3 separate regions of the Sus scrofa genome follow, and all the other regions are linked to region 3. The links are chromatin contacts, called in public HiChIP or PLAC-seq and promoter capture Hi-C maps. All regions are on one chromosome and are shown on one strand. Each heading gives the region's core, a stretch centred on a gene start, on an enhancer-like site or on the middle of the called end of the contact. The rest is flanking DNA. Distances are from core to core; before and after follow the strand shown.

What was found. Promoter capture Hi-C pulls out the DNA fragments that hold promoters and counts their contacts. HiChIP or PLAC-seq counts read pairs in DNA pulled down with a chosen protein or histone mark.
Region 1: a promoter capture Hi-C map of liver shows a contact between it and region 3, with 3 times the contacts expected there. The contact joins the enhancer-like site here to the promoter of SLC38A2 in region 3. A contact is called at or near these places in 2 of 5 promoter capture datasets (both in liver), 5 of 47 Hi-C or Micro-C datasets (embryonic fibroblasts, liver, retroperitoneal adipose tissue and 1 more) and 1 of 2 datasets of contacts at active chromatin or transcription factors (skeletal muscle).
Region 2: a contact with region 3 is called in an H3K27ac HiChIP or PLAC-seq map of skeletal muscle. The contact joins the promoter of SLC38A1 here to the promoter of SLC38A2 in region 3. A contact is called at or near these places in 1 of 5 promoter capture datasets (liver), 6 of 47 Hi-C or Micro-C datasets (embryonic fibroblasts, fetal heart ventricle, heart right ventricle and 2 more) and 1 of 2 datasets of contacts at active chromatin or transcription factors (skeletal muscle).

Annotation. Positions count from the first base shown.
Region 1 is chr5:77,172,148-77,175,885 of Sscrofa11.1, forward strand. All of the region lies in intron 1 of LOC106510390 (a long non-coding RNA gene), which reads left to right. Among named protein-coding and RNA genes, the nearest start is that of SLC38A2, 48 kb to the left of the region's middle. Within about 2 kb of position 1,719, at least 25 of the 83 cell types and tissues checked have an H3K27ac peak or open chromatin away from gene starts, as enhancers often do. A contact at or near this core is called in liver and retroperitoneal adipose tissue, where this site is marked.
Region 2 is chr5:77,074,636-77,078,162 of Sscrofa11.1, forward strand. It overlaps SLC38A1 (sodium-coupled neutral amino acid transporter 1), which reads right to left and starts at 2,088. Exons shown (of 18, transcript XM_003355629.4): 1 at 1,765-2,088. LOC110260812 reads left to right here and starts at 2,088. Exons shown (of 1, transcript XM_021092993.1): 1 at 2,088-3,527. The coding sequence starts at 2,288. The coding sequence ends at 3,238.
Region 3 is chr5:77,124,581-77,128,030 of Sscrofa11.1, forward strand. SLC38A2 (solute carrier family 38 member 2) reads right to left here and starts at 1,563. Exons shown (of 15, transcript NM_001317081.1): 1 at 1,448-1,563; 2 at 1,064-1,145; 3 at 800-915. The coding sequence starts at 1,563.

The sequences.
Region 1 (3,738 bases), core at 469-2,968, 48 kb after region 3:
CGGTACTGAGTCTTTTGAAGCAAGGACATGCTATGCCTTTCCATTTGTATGAGTCTTTTAAAAAATAGCAATTAAGTTTTTCTTGAGGAACTTTCATCTTTTTTTTTTTTTTTTTTTTTTTTTTTTTTTTTGGTGAGTAGAATGATTCTGTTATCTCTTCTGGTTGTTGTTTGTGTGTATGAAGACTATTGATTTTCCCGTATTGTGGTTTTTACCATACTGGAGTCTTTCATTGTTTATATAGTTTTTCAGCTGATTCTCTTGAGTCCCTCAGCTAAACAATCATTTTATCTACACATACCTTCAGAACAATATTAAATTATGATGATGTTAACTTATATGGCCAGGTTAACTTATTTCTGTGCACATTTCCAAACAAATTCTCTCTGGCTAACTGTTTAATTGAAAAGCAATATAAGCTGTTAAATATGAACACAGGATAAAACATCCAAACCACAAAAACAAGACCAAGCCACCAACCAACATAAACTGTTCTCATTTGCAACTGCTTGTGGATCAAACTTCTCTCAATTTTAGTGAAAACAGCAAAACGAAATTTTTGGATCCTGAGTGATTTGTATCACTGTCACGAATAACTTCCAATTTCAAATTTTTTGTGTTCCTTAAAGCTCATTGTGTCATTTATTAATCTTATAATAAAAACATGTAACAAAATTGAACCGATAAATTACTCTAATGAAATATTGCTTTTATGATCTGTTTATGTTGTGGAGCCGCTTGAGATTTCCTTTGAAAATCAAGTTTACTTGACAAGGTAAATGGAAAATGCCGAAATTATTCCTCTTGCTTCTCATTTTACCGGTATGGAAGTTAGTCATTGTAGACCCAGTGTCAGTAGGTCAGTGACCCTACAGTCCTTGTCTTTTGTGCTGGAAATTTCTGCAGAGAGGGAACCCTAAGACGCCCAGGAGTGATATTCTTAACATCCTAATTGTTTGCTTACCTGCAATGTATGGATTGTTAAGATAAAGCAGGGTGGGAACCCAACCTACCCAGGCATATCTTTCATCTGAATATGAAGGAAATGATTCATTGACGCTCAACCAGAAAGACCTTGCCTGGAAAACACAGCTCAGTATTGTGTAATCAAGCATTGAAAACAAAGTGTCTGAGAAAAATAATTTAGAAATCAATTCCCATCACTTTCCCTTATTCGTTTAACCTTTTGTTTGTGTTCAGTGGTAACCGCCAACGTGTTTTGCTTTCAGTGTTAAGTTGATTCGCACCAACTTATGAAGTGGGAAGGCGGGTGCCATCACTTTCATTTTACAAGTGAGGAAAGGAAGGCTCACATTGGCCCAGGGTTGCCCAGGCAGAAAGTGGCAGAGCCAGGAATTACGAAATCTAGGTCTGCCTCGGAAGTGGGAGGGCATGGATTATATAACTGTATCTTCTAGAAATTCAGTCTTCTGCTCTGTGGGATGAGCATAATAGTCATTTTTCAGTGTAGTTATAAAAGTGAAATGAGATACTGTTAAGTAAAACACCTAAGTCAGAATTTAACATGTGCCTGACTTTGATACATACTTACTTCACCTACTTTTTAGCTCTTTACTCTCAGTGCCACGTTTATAGTTCTATAGCTATGGCCTTAATCAGTATATTAAAATTTCCACTGCTAGAATTCCCTGGTGACCTAGGTTAGGGACCCAGTGTTGTCACTGCTGTGGCTCAGGCTTGATCCCTGGCCCGGAACTTCTGTGTCCTGTGGGCGCGGCCAAAAAAGTTTTTTTTTCCACTGCCTAATTCCTATGTACGATATTGGTAAATTAGGGTATTACTATATTAAATCGCAATATAATATTTTCCTAGGCCTAACTTATAGCAAGTTTCAGTGTTTTAGTTACTAACCTCTTCCCCCATGTTTGGCAAAGGACCAAGAGTATTTGAGGGGATTAAGATGAACCTCCAATTCCATTAAACAGAGTTAGAGTGAAGTTAAAATACAGTTACAAGGTGACATATCTGAAGGGGCAATAAGTAGTGGGTGTAAGCAAAATCATAAAAATCCATTTATCTGCCAACACATTTTATGTAAGAGATTACACTACTGGTCAGGAATTTCCTGCTGTATGTCATTTTTTTTTTCTCTCTATGGAAATTTTCAATAGCTCGTAATGGGCTGTTGTGCTTCCTCTTCAGGCTTGGCTGTTATCAGTTCCATTCAGATATTCCTTCCTATTCAGTTTGGAGTGTTTTGTGACACTTATGAATGAGTGCATCTATTTTTTAACGATTAGAATGTTGATTTATATCACAGGAGACTCATCATTTCTGCTCCCCACCCCCCCGCCCCACAGACCTGTTGTAAGAATTTACTCTTCAAGCATACGCTCATTCTTTGAACCTCCAGGAAAAGGATGCCACAAAATCAAAAGCCATATGTGAATTTTATAAGAAATGATTTCCTCCTAAAATAATAGGCAAAGGTAACACAACAATTTCTAGGTAAGTGAAGAAACATATTTGAGTGTTTCTAGTGACGCAGGTAATGCCGAATGAAAGGGAGAGCACGGTGGAAAGAGTATTTGATGTGAAGCAGAAAACTAAAGTTTTTGTCCACGCTCTGCTACTGACAGCGTTAGCATGCTCAAGACTCTTCAGGCTGCCAAACCTCATTTCTTTAGTTGCAGAAATGGGTGTTGTATAATTGCTCTTAATCCCTGTCTTATATTATTAGGACAAATGTAACTCCTCAGAAAATCTTAGTTTACAGCTGTGATGTAAGACTTTACTCAGGCATCCTTGTTTTATTGTGGTTGGATATGCAAATTAAATCTTTAGCTACTTCAGTGTTTGTACAAGTAATTGGCAAACAGAAAGTAATATAAAAGAAATCAGTAGATTTTATGTTCTCTAACTTTCAATGGAGAACCATGGTTTTATGTTTTATTAAAAAAATAGATTCAACAGTAGCTGACTCAGGGAGTTAGGTTCCTAAACAGTCTGCCAGCAAAGAGAAAAAAATTAATATTTTCTCAAAATGACTTGCATCAGTTGCATACAACTATTGTCAATTGTATCATATCAGATATTTGGATCATATCAGATAATTTGATACCTAAATTCATTTCTGGTATATTATACAGTCCTAAATATTTAAAAAAATTTGTGACTTTTCTTCTTGACTAAAAATATGGAATTAATTTCCAGAAATCCAATTGTGGATAAATACAGGGACTGTATTGGAAAACTTCATTTTGCCAACAGATAAAAGGGGAAAATAGACTAGAGATATTCATCTTTGGAAAAGTGATGGCAAATTTTTTTAGTATCTGCAAGTGATATGATTGTCTATTTGGTAAAACTAGAAAATCAATTGCAATACACTATATCTAGTCATTTGTGATGGAAAAAGATGGAGGATAATGTGAGAAAAATATGTGTGTGTGTGTGTGTGTGTGTGAGAGAGAGAGAGAGAGAGAGAGATTGGGTCACTTTGCTATACAGTAAAAAATTGACAGAACACTGTAAACCAACTATAATGGGAAAAATAAAAGTCTTTAAAAAAAGAAATGATGAGAGAATTTAGTAAGAAGATATGTTAAAAGAAGTACCCCAAACTCAATAGCTCTCTTTTATACCAAATATTGCTAGTTAAAAAATATAAGGGAAAAAAGAATTCCATTCTTATTAGAACATGACATCCATGAGGGCAGAGAACAATTTTTTGTTCACTGCTGCATTCCCAGCTCCTAGAACAGTGTCTGGCACATG
Region 2 (3,527 bases), core at 838-3,337, 49 kb before region 3:
TTTGGGGTGGGGGGAGTGAATAAACCTCAAGTTTAATACCTCAAGCCAAACTAAGTGAGTTTTACAAGGCGATATAGTGAGAACTGCGGAGGAAAAAAAAAAAAAACATTTTGAGGTTGGGGTTCAAACCAAATTCCAGGAGGCCCTCCATGGATCAGATAGAGCCCCATTTTGGCCGTTCTGCATGGATTCCAGGCATACCCACCCCGCCAGAGACGTTTTACAATGAGGCCAGCCAGCCACCTAGCTCAGGTTTTATTTCCGTTGTCCTTCTGACGTCAGAAAAAGCACGAGTTGCTGCACAGTTTCTTCTATCAAGGTGACAAATTACAGGCTTGCTGGGCCTTGCAGTCTGCAAACCATAGATTTAGTCTCTCCTCCCCTCTACGTTAAAAAATTTTAAACCCACGGCAGAGATGCCAGATCCCTTCCCAAATGCAAATACATAACGTTTCCTCTCGCTGGGGTCTTTTCCCCTCTACTACACACATCCCAGGGATTCGACTGCGATAGTATACGATCCTGGTGGCAGTTAGATTTTCACCGGAGAACCAGCGCTATGAAAACTGGGTCCGCGCCGCAGAGGGCGACACAAAGGACTCTAGATTGTAGCACCACCTTCCCAAGCCGAAGACAGCCTGTGAAAGGCACCAGAAGCGCCGTGACGCTCTTACCGCGAAATTCTTTTTGCCGCCATATGTACTTACTTGTGCCTTCTTCACTGTCTACGGTTCAGCCCAAGCCCTGGGCCGGGCGGTTCCGCAGGGAAGCGACGCCCAGGCAGCCCCGTAACCTGGGGGTCCCAGTGGATGCTGAGGCTCCCGATGCTCCGGGAAGCGGATTGCCGCGGTGGGGACGCGCACTAGTGCGAAGGAGCGTTTTCCTTCCAGCACTGCTGGCGGCGAGGTTAAAGGCCTTTTGTGGCCACCTTTAGGGACCTGAGCGAGATGCAGGTCTTGGGAGAGGAGGTGGGAATGGAGACGAGGATCCTCCGAGCCCCGGCCCCCGTGCAAGCGGTGGCCTTTTGTTCGTCAGCTCCAGCAGATCCCAGCTCTCAGAAAACCGCAATTCTCCTTTTCTCCCCTTCTTTGTTTGGGAAAGAACCTCTTCGGGGCGGGAAAGGGCAGTGAGTCACTGCCAGCATCCTTTAGTAATGCTCCCCGCCCCGCATCCTCCCACTCCTCTCGGTTACTGAGAGCCGGGCAGAGCTCGAGAAGGGCCGGCACGCGTGCTCCTGTTTACTCCCGCTCCGCGCCTCCGCTCCCCAGGCCAGCAGCCAGTCCCTAAGACCCAGCCGGCCGCACGCAACCCCCCGGAAACATCACATGTCCTCCTTAGGGCCCTGCAGACACAGGAAATTCCCCGCAAATGCCCGGCATTCATACACTCCTCGGGTACGCAGTCTCGCCCTCATGTCGGCTGCGCTCTCCCCCCGCGTGGTCCCTGATCCTCATATAATTTAACCAAATCTGGTGCCACAATCTGCCACTCTGAAAACAAGACCCCAGAAGTAAGCCACAGCCCACTCAAAGGTGAAATCGGGCTCCGGCGCCTCCTTACTCTGCTGCGGGCAGTCAGAAGAACCGGAGTTCTGGACTTTTCTTAAAGGCAAAAATCCCAACGCATCCCGCACAGCCGCGCACTCCTTCCTTTCACGCCGCATGGATGACTTCTGCGTTACCGTCTCCTCTCACATCTAAAACATCCCTTCCCCTCCCCGCCGCCACTCCCTCAGCTCTCCCGGGGAGTGGAAAATCGCCTTACCTGGGATAATAAAGGGAAAAGTGGCGAAGGGAGACGTCAAGATATCCGCCCTTCCGGGCTTTTCCCCCGGCGAGCGATGTCCTTTGTGTCAAGGTCTGGCTGCTTCGACGGGGAAAAGGTGGCCTCCGTCAGCTAGAGTTGGGCGGGGAGGCTCGGCGTGGCGTGGCGGGAGGAAGGTGAAGGGCGGCGACCTTCAGGAGGAGCGGTGTGGCTGCCCCAGCCTGCGCTCTCTTGGCTCTCTCCTCCTCCTTTTGGGGCCGATTGCATCAGAAGCTCCCCCACGACCAATCCCCATCCACACAGTGTTCGCCAGCCTCACACTTACATCCACACGCTCGACCGCTGAGGGTCCCGAGTCGCAGTCATTCTCCTACAGGGGGCGCGTCGCCCTGGCGCAACCATGGCTCGTGATGGTTTAGCGGGGAAAGTCAGGCTATTCCTCCTCGTCCCGTGAGCCGTCGCCTCTGCTCTTGCGCGCCCGCTCTTTAACCGAAGCTGCGTGTCTCTGAGCGGTGCCCGTCACATGGTGACCCCGCCGGCGGCCGCCCCTTGGAGCCTCCCGGTCGCAGCCCGCCGAGGATGCAGCGACCGCAGCTGGCGGAGACTGAGCATCATCGCAAGAGGCAGGCAGGGGTTGCGAACGCGCGTGTGCTGGGCGCGCCGGCGGTGGCACCGGGAGCGGAGGCTGCGCGCAGCCTGGACACCTGCCCCACGCCCTCCTGGGGCCGGGCAGCAAGCCAGAACCCAGTCGCGGCGGCGGCTGGAGACCCGGAGCCCTCGGGGATGGAGATGGGGGTTGCTGAGGGGGTTCGGAAGGAGGCCAGGAGGGCTGGTGGCTTGGGGGCGAGGGGCGCGTTTGGGATACGCCAGGGCCGAGCGGGGACGCGCTAGCGCGGGAGTTGCATTGTGGGAAGGGAGCTGGGAGAGGATGGCGGCCGGAGTGGTGGGTCCGCGCGTAGCCCCGCGAGTCACGGGCAGCGAGGGAACGGCGTGTCGGCTCCCGGGACTGCAACAAAATACCGGGGTTGCCGGGGGTGGGGGCGAAGTGGCCAGAGCCCCGGGGCGCGCCAGCACCCCTGGACACCCTTTGTGCGTAACCCGCCGACGGAGGCGCCTCCCCTCTTCCGGATACCTCGCCAGCCCTCCCGGAGCTCTGTGCTGGGGGACTTTCTTTGGGGGATTGGTGATTTTGCTGGACTGCAGGTGGGCTTCGGCCCGCGGGGAGACCCCACGTAATCCCGGCCCTGGGGCCCGGCGCGTCTGGGTTCACGGAACCGGGCGCTCGAAATCGGGGGTCAGCGTGGGGCGAGAGAGCAGGTTGGAGGAGACTGGGACAGCTGGGCCCGTTTCCCTTTCTTTTGCTCTCTCTTTGTTCCAGGCACAGCTCCTTTGCACTGACTGGACACTTCCTTGCAGGGACGTGTGTTTCCTTAAAATGGCGACAGGAAATCCCACCTGCGCGCCAGCCAATTAGACTGTCAGCACCGCGCGAATTTGCGGGGTGGAAACTCGAGCCTTTTATTGACGGGAATGGTTCCGTCTCCGTGTTCCATCAAAACAGGAAAGGGAAGGTGAATCATCATTCAAAAATTAACCTACCTGGAGAATTTCAAGCGGGCAGACCGAGTAGTCTGTGCCATGGAGGGACTATGGTTTTTTTAATCATCGCTGGAAAAACGAGAGGACAACCACACTCCTCACAGCTGACTAAAATCCTCATTGCCTCGGATGGCATTAAATGGTCTTCATTAGTTCAACGGGGA
Region 3 (3,450 bases), core at 313-2,812:
AAGGTCCAAACTTTTCTACTATATTCTCTCCAAGGGTCAGTGACCCCCAAACAGTTAAAAACCACTGTTCTAAAGTACATAGTTCCAAAATTCTAAGTATTTATGCTGGAAAGTACAGGAATAACTAATTCTAACTGGGTAAGAAAAAAGAAAAAAAGCAATTCAAAGCGGATAGTTATTAAAATATTCCTCTTTTGCTGTGGCAATCACAAGGCCTGAAGAAATATGTATTAAAAAAAAAAAAATCACATATGGGTTGCTTTTCTGTGTCCAGAAGATTATGACTCACTTGTCTCAAAACAAACATGTTCCAGGTTAGGCAAATACCACCACACCCTATATATTTAAAAAAAAAAACTAGTTGTGTTCCTTATGTACATAAGGGGCCACAGGTCCTTGGGATGACTGTCAATTTACCAACTGACTTGGAGATACCATGTTTTTTAATACCTCTTGCTTCAGATTTTGCCAGAACAAAAATTCTAACTACCCAGGACTTATCAACAATTCTTTTTTAATAGCCAATCACTTTTCAATTTTAACTATTCCCACTGACTTAAACACTTTCAGTTTAATTATCAGTTTTGGATGTTGTCCTAATTTTTCCTCTCTAATTGGCTTTTTTAGTATCATGCAGCTAAATAGTAGAATAAAGAGATTTTTCTGAATTCTCATATTTTAAATTTCAAGCAAATGACTTTTAACTACTTCAACTGTAAATTCAGTCTCTGGAGCCAAAATATACGTTGTATCATATTAACTGCCCTGCATGGCAGACTCTCTACTTACACATACTTACATAAAAAGAGCAATTCCAGTATTAGCCATGGCATAAGAAAGCCCAAGGATTCCACTGCCCACAATCGCATTGCTCAGATTAAATACTGACATTCCAAAGGAAGTAGTACCTGGATGCTACATAGAGGGAAACGATAACCAAACATATAACAATAATTAAAAGGAGAAAAACCAGCTTTGGGCAAGTTAGATTTGAAATCTAAAAGTAAAACTATTCTTTTAGTCCATAAAGCCACAGAGATACAAAATATTGTTTTTAACTTACAAAGTCTGTTTCATACTTCTTCTTCCCCAAATTCGATTCAAGTAAAAAGTTCTGGTTTTCAGGATCTACATCTGCATAATGGCTGCAAAAAAAGAGAAAAAAATCCTAAATTGGGCTGAAAGATACAAAGGAATGCTTTAACACAAAAGCCCCCATCCCATTTAGCTGTCACACATCTTTATTTAAATGCACATTAACTAGGAGTCTTTTAACTGGAAGACTTTTACAGGATATCATGTCATTGCAATAAACCCCATCATCTCAAAAATTGCACAGTCTCTCCAAACGCTACAGTAAATTAAAGCAACAGAAGCAGAGTCCCAGGTAAAGAACCTTCAGTGTATATACAAGTCGTTTTTTAAAAAAGCACACAACTTCTCCCACCTTTTCAGAGCAGCTTGCTTGGTGGGGTAGGAGTAGTTGAAGTCGCTGTTGGAACTGTAGCTGCTGCTGTCCTCATCCGGAGAAATATTGAACCTTCCCATTTCGGTTTTCTTCATGCTGTGGAGCGACAGGAATCGGGAGCAGCAAGTAACGCCGGGTGCCTTTTGTCCTTGGCGATGCACGGGCCCGGGCGGCTGCCTGTGAAGGTAGAGGCGGCGCGTCAGGACTGCAGCGCCCGCCCGCCCTGGTCACGTGACGCCGCCGGGCGGCGCAGCGCGGCTGATTCATCCCTGGCCAGGCGAGTGGAAAAGTACCAGCCGAGCGCGAGGGGCGGGGGCGCGCGCGGAGGGGCGGAAAAGTACAGACCGCGGAGCCGCGGAGAACAAAGATGGTCCCACTGCAGCGCTGCGGCCTCGGAGGCCCGCGCCCTCTGAACCCCGCGGCCTCTCGCCACTGGAATTTAGAGTTTCGCCCTCTCCATTCTCTCCACTTTCACGGGAAGGAGTCTCTTGCTTTTCTCGAAGCCTCCTTGGTCATGCACATGCACGCAGGGCACACATCCCACCCAAACATTGGCTGGATGTGCAAGCAGCCCAGAGCCCAAGCGCAAAGCTCCCCGTGTCTGGCATTTGCAACAGCAATGCCGCGTCGTCCGTCCTTTCACTCCCGGAGCCCCCAGAAGGGGAAATGCCTCTGCGGCACACAGACTCAAAGCGGGCGAAAAGGGCTGACACGAGTGCTCCTCTCCCGAGAAGGGGAGGACGTCCGTTCGCGGGCTCGCAGAAGCGCCTAAGGTTTGTTTACACGCGCACGCCCGTGCCTTCGAGCACACCCGTCCACAGGCATTCGGCCCGCGAGCGCTTCGCCCGGTTGGCCCCTCCTATGCCCGGAAAGGAAACTGATGCAATATCGATCGCCGATTGTCAAACGTTCCCGGCTGCTCTTCCCCAGTCCTGGCCCCCAAGCTATACTAAAAACCCGAACCCTCCTCCGCCGCCCCCGAATTCCGGGACCCTTGGCTGTAATTGTTTTCATTAATTCAAATCAGTCAGAAGACTTGTCGCAGCGGAGCCGCGGGCCCAGCTGGCTCCCCTCCCCCTAACGGGAGGATGCGGTTCCGCTCCGGGCGGGCACGCGGCCCCTGCGTCGCGCCCCTCCCCCGCCCGGAGGAGGGCGGTGACCCTCGTGCGGGCCGGGGTCGAAGACTGGCCAGCAGACCGAAAACACCCTCCGCTGAAGCAAACCACCCGCAGCTGCTTTCCCGCCGCGGCCCCTCCCGGACGCCCCTCCCCCGCTCCGCCGGGGGCCCGCGCCCTTTGCACAGACGCCCCCGCGCGCTTTACCTCAGAGGTCTCGGCTCCTGTATCCCGGAAACAACACGCAAAGGCCTTCGGTGAGTTTTTCTCAGTCAAACAAAAATTGTAAAAAAACAAAAACAAAAACAAAACCCCAACAACAGACAGGAAAAGAATTTTAATTTAAAAAGGGAAATGGTACGTTGCCGCCCCAATCGTCCGGCGTCCGCCGTCTGAAAGGAAAGGCGCGAGTGTGTGGGAACGCGTGGTCGGGCTGCCGGCGGTGAGGCGAGGAAAGTGCTCCCGGACGGCGGCGTCGCGCGGCTCTGGAGCAGCCCGGCGAGCGGCGGGTTTTAGCGGCCGCCCGGGAGTACGCGTCAGTGGGCGGGGCCGCAGCCGCTGGGTGCCTGCTCTTTGTGTATCAACACCACCTGTGCTCCGCCCCCGGCCCGCCCGGGCCCTCGAAGCCCCGCCCCGCCGCAGCCGCGCCCCTCCCCCGCGGCAGAGGCGGGCGGTCCGGCCCACTGGCACCCCCCGCCACCGCCCCCGCACTGGCGAAGCCTACTGTGCAGGCTCCGGGGCAGTTTGGAGAGACCCCAGTGCTTCCCTCGCTCTGTTCCTTTCAGCCCCGATTGGTGCCCTAGACAAGGGGTTGTCTCTGAGAAAGGGTTCCCTTCACATTTCCTTCTGCCCGGGTTACCAGCAGCA